Regions from separate parts of the Gossypium hirsutum genome. Here region 1 is linked to region 2. A link is a contact called in public Hi-C data. All regions are on one chromosome and are shown on one strand. Each heading gives the region's core, a stretch centred on a gene start, on an enhancer-like site or on the middle of the called end of the contact. The rest is flanking DNA. Distances are from core to core; before and after follow the strand shown. Region 1 holds the start of LOC107893896 (protein IQ-DOMAIN 1). Region 2 holds the start of LOC107939857 (protein MODIFIER OF SNC1 11).

Region 1 (2,700 bases), core at 117-2,616, 540 kb after region 2:
ATTATCAAGAAAAAGTTTCATAAGGGTGTTTTTGGAATGTATCATTGTATCCTAATAAGAAGTTGCAACACATACAAGGTAAACTCGGAAAGCGGTTTGAATTTTGATGGCTGCCACTTCTTCATTAGATTTTCCAGCAAACCGTGGACCTGTGTTGGATTGACGACGAACGACATCCGCAACTGCCTCAGCTGGAGCGGCCAAAGCCACAGCAGCAGCAGCAGCAATGGCAACTTCCACAGGGTAAGTTTGCTCGCTCGGTTCAACCTCGGCTTCGATTAATTTCGCCTCTTGTGGCTGGGGAGGAGGGGACAACTTGAGAGTTTCTAAAGTGGCTGCATCAGAATCATTGGAACCCCAATCCACTTGCTTTACCAAAACCTTTTCTTTGGATTTCTGAAAAAAAACATAGCAATAAAGAAAATTAAAAACACTCATTGAAGACTAATAAACTGTGGGTAATTTATAGCTGAATTGGACTTCTTTCAGACCTGGGTTTTCTTTTCCTTGGATTCTGGGGTGAAGGCTTTCTTTAGTGAAGACAACCATTTTCCTTTCTTCCCCATCTTATCTTATCCTAAATGTAATTTTTTAAATGGAAAAAAGAATAGCCTCTTCTGATTGCATCTGGAATAGGTAAAAAATGGTCAACGGTTTCTCACTGTAAAATAGTACTTTTTTTAGAAATGAAAATTCTCATTCTCCAATCAATATTCACAGAAGCAAAATTGCAAATAGCTAATAAATGGTAATAGCAGATCTACCATAAAGCATAAAGGCAAAAATCAAAAATTAAACACTGCAAATTAGGAAGGAAAATGAAATTGAAGTCAAAAAGAGAAAAATCCCATGATTTCTCCGTTAAAATCTAAACAAGTTTTTAACTTAACATAACAAATTGGGAAACAACCCAGATTTTGAAAGACAGTTAACATTACAATGCCACAGAGAATTCAAACAAAAAAAGCCAAAAAAAATGCATCTTTGAATTGGGGTCCATGAAAAAAATAGAGAAACCAAAAGTAGCAAAAACTACCTGAGATTATAATAATGCCCAGATCTCAAAGAACTCGAAGGGTCATCTTTCCAAAATACAAAAAAGAAAAAAAAAAGAAGATAAAAACTTGAAAGGGTCACAGTTTCTTTAGTTGCATAATGTAGTATAGAGAGGAAGAAAAAGATAAATAGATCTTGAGAATGAAGCTTTTGGAGAATATGAAACAGCTGTTTTGGTAGTGTGACCCACTTCTTTGCCCAGTGCTTGATTGGTTGGAAAATAAAACCTACTCATCTACCTATGTTTTCTTTTGCCCCCCCGGCCCCCCCCCCCCGAAAACTTTTGGTAACTAAAACAGTTAAAAAGATAAACAATGTTTTTCTCTATCGTTTTCAAGTTATAATAATGGCATGCCAGTTCAGTGTAACAGTGAAAACTGAAAACTCGACCTTAAAACTTCCAAGAGCGTTGGACTGTAATTTTTTTTTTTTAACCTTACCAAATCAATACAATGTGACCGGATCTATTCATAGAGTAAATATTCACTGACGGCCAGATGAGGTGGCCTGTTATTTTAACCGAATACCAATTATTTTTAATTAAATCTTGATTTAAATATAACTTAAATTTTAAACTAAAATTAGATATAACTAATCAATATAAAAAAATCATATCTTTAATCAAATATAAACATAAATTGAATTCTTTATATTCAAAACTCTTTTTTTCTTTTCTTTTATTTTCTAAAAAATAAAATTAAGCAAGCAATAAATTTATTTAAACCTTCTTGGATATTCCCAAGCAAGTTTGATTAGAAGCCGAACATGGATGAACCGAAGAGAGAAAGGGAGCATGGAACCAAACTGGTTTGGATAAAATTGAGGGTAAGTTTCGTATGGTGGTTGTTTTAGTCATTGACAACGTAGTTTCGAGAGGCGAGAATATTATAAGAAAGGTAGATAAGGTGGCCGTAGGGGTTGGTTTGGAGGTTGAAGGAATGGGCTTGGGAAGCTTTTTTTAGGATGGACTGCCATAAGTCACAACTAGTTAGGTCTTCGAGTGAGACAAGCTTGCAGACTAGGTCATTGAGAAATTCAAATTGGTTCATCAAGGTGGTAGTGGATGATGATGGTATGTAATAGTGGGGTGAGAATCTGTGAGGCAAGTTTTATTTTGGTTTCAACTTTTGCCTTTTCTTATTTCGGAAACATAAAAAAGTTATATTAAAAGAAATGGAAAGCATACAAAAAAATATGTTAAATGAAATGGAAAAGGGAGAAAAACAGAAGGGGAAGTAAAAAAGAATGGAAAAACAAAAAAAAAAGTGAAAAGAACATAAAAGAAAAAATTAAATTGCTCAAAACGAAAAAATATAGGGACCAATTGAATAATTTAACCTAAAATTTTTATTTGAAATGATTATTTAATATGTCATATCAGCTTATCGTTACACCATTAACGATAATTAACAGTTCAATGACTAAAATATTACAAATCGATAATGTAAGTGACTAAGGGTGGGTTTGAATAGGCAGCACGTTTACTTGCGGTTAGTATAAAAAACGGTAGCAGTGAGATTAGATACAATAACGATACTGTAACATGAGACAAAAAGTAAGCTAAATGCACCGCACCAATCGCCCATTCAAACCTACCCTAAAACATAACATTTCAAGCATTAGTGACTAAAATGTAACTTGAAA
Region 2 (2,700 bases), core at 12-2,511:
CCCAATTCAGTAAGATTAAAGTCCCTTAATAAATTGTTCACTCCAAAATTATAACGTAAAACAAATCATTCAGGAACTTCAAAATTTATCTATTCATTTAATTAGAATTATGTATTTATATTAAAAACCACACACACACACACACACACAAAAGTTCCAAAATACTTCTTATATTCCAATTCATAGTATTTTGTTCTTACTAAACTTAGCTGGATAAGACTACCCTATCGAATTAGGTTTCACAAAAGTAGCAAGTTACCTTTCAATTTTCGTTTTGATATCAGACCGATCTCCAATCCTTGTAACACTGTTTTAAGAAGCCATATAGTTTCTCTCTAATTATATAGAACTAAGTTAGGATTTGCCTTAAATTGCCAAGTTGTCCCAGGCGAACATGCAAGCAAGCTTAGTAACTAGGTAAGACTCTGATCTGATAGGGTTATACTCACCTCTAGAGAATCAACGGATAAATTAATAAAATCCAAAATACGATAAGCTCCAACATGAAGAGCAAGACAAAAGGAAAAACTAGAGGAACGAATTCAATAGCAATAATGAATGGTTCTAAGCACCTCAAGATCCAAGAATCGAATGGCATTTCAAGAAATTTATCCGAATAGACATTTCCAGAAATCAATCAAAATAAAAAATCAAATTCTTCTCTTATCGTTAGAAGTTCTGATCGACTAGGTACAAAACCAAAAAGAAAAACCCTGAATTCCCGATAAACCCGGGGAGATTAAAGTAGTTACCTCTCAGCCCTAGAATTACGCTTCTCTTGCTCAGACAACTGGACCGGTACGCCGAACCGCTCAGCTCGGCGAATCTTCTTCTGGATGTCGTTAACCGGAGCGCTGCCACCCCCAGAGGCGGAGCCCCCAGCAGTCCGGCCAGTCTTCCAACCCTTGCTCTCCTTAAGAGGTACTTCAGAAGCAGAAATATCAGAGCTAGGAGGATCTAACTTATCGGTGGAAGGCAGAGCGGGCTCGGCGGTCTTCTTAGAGATCGGTTCTGCGGATGAATTGGCGACGGAGGATGGAGCCGCGGAGTTCCTTGCGGTAGCGAGGGGTTTATCGGTGGTGGTTGCCATGGGAATGGTAGGTAGAGTTGCGTGAAGAGGAGGAGCCGAGACCTAAGAGAGTGAGCGGTGAGGGTCACTGTCTTCTCTTACTCGCTGGTTAAGGATTAAGGAAAAAGGCTAAGGATTAAACAATAAAGGCAAGAAGGTTTTTCGTTTCGCCTTTCTTCATTCGCTGTTGTTGGGCCGGATGGCCTGCTAAGACCGACTCTCAATTAACGTACTTTTTATTTTGAGTTAGAAGTTAATTAAGGATAAAATTAATTAAAAATTTAAAAATATTCAGTTGAATCGAGTTCTAGCTGGTTTAACTGGTTTGTAATGGTTTTTGATTTAATCATTTCAAAATTTCTCTCTATATTGATCATTCGGTTACTTCCAATCCAATGGACTAATCGAGTCCTGTTCAAACAACACTGATTAAAATATTCTTAAAATTTAGTCATTGTACTTAAAAAAATTAAAAAAAGAAGTCTTCTTATTTATTTGATTTTAAGATTTCAATCTAAATATTAATATTATTTGTACTTTTTATCAAAATTTATCAAATTGATATGTTAATTAAATTGTTCTCATATAACGTCACATATGATTGGCTAAAAATAAATATGTTAAATTTACAAATTTTGACAAAAATTAAAAACAACAATAATGATTAAACTAGAATTTTTAAATTGAAAAAGTAGAATAATTAAATTTTTAACATTTAAAGTATAGGAACTAAATCTCAAATTTTAAATAAGTACATGAACTAATAGCATATTTTAACAACTAAATAATTAAAATAATTTATTGAGAGAGTTATAATGGTGTTAAATTTTTTTTAATTGTTTCTTTAGATTTTTAAACATACATTAAGAGGATTATAATCTACAAAATTATTGGATACACCTGCAAGCGAGTTGAAGGTTTACTAAAATAGGTTTGCTTAGTTTCAAGTCTCAAGACAAGAACTCCTTTGTTTCAAGACATAAACATCGAAGTTAAAGGTTTGAAACATGATAGATATGTCTCGAGACCTATCTAGAGACATAAGATGCCAAGTCTAGAGATATGAACCCCAATGTCTCGACATTCTATCATCGAAAAAAATTTAAAAAAAAAAAATCAAAGGGATAACATGTCCTAAGACATCCAATTGAGTTTTGATTCGAGTTTGAACCCCATATAATTGATCTGTCTCAATTTACAATGGCAAGTTAAGCTCTTTTCATGACTCAAGGAGCTTGTATTCAAGTAGTTTTACGTATTTAATGTTTATTTTAGAATTATTTAATTTTTAGTTTTAATTGAATAAAATGATCTTTCAGTGTGGTTTTATGACCTATTAGGCCAGTTTGGGCCTAAGGGAAGATTGATGTGTTGATTGAGTGTGTAGGACATCGTCTTAGGCTGAAGAGTTAATCCCTAAAATGTCACAACACCAAATATGGATTTCGTGACATCCAACTTCGAAGCAAAAAGGAGCTTCAAGGCATTAATATTGCAACAACCAACTATCACTGTCGTGACATCCAACTTCAAACCTAAAGAAATTATATTCAAAGTCTAATGTCACAACAACCAATTTTGAAGCAAAAAAGGGGTGCAATCAATGTTCAATGTCGCAACATCAGTCCTGT

The links. Hi-C and Micro-C count contacts between places; a contact is called where the count stands out from the background.
Region 1: a contact with region 2 is called in a Hi-C map of leaf, with 2.5 times the contacts expected there. The contact joins the promoter of LOC107893896 here to the promoter of LOC107939857 in region 2. A contact is called at or near these places in 3 of 34 Hi-C or Micro-C datasets (callus and leaf).

Annotation. Positions count from the first base shown.
Region 1 is chrA13:39,504,422-39,507,121 of Gossypium_hirsutum_v2.1, forward strand. LOC107893896 (protein IQ-DOMAIN 1) reads right to left here and starts at 1,367. Exons shown (of 6, transcript XM_016819037.2): 1 at 1,037-1,367; 2 at 492-661; 3 at 76-396. The coding sequence starts at 566.
Region 2 is chrA13:38,966,764-38,969,463 of Gossypium_hirsutum_v2.1, forward strand. It overlaps LOC107939857 (protein MODIFIER OF SNC1 11), which reads right to left and starts at 1,262. Exons shown (of 6, transcript XM_041084672.1): 1 at 753-1,262. The coding sequence starts at 1,090.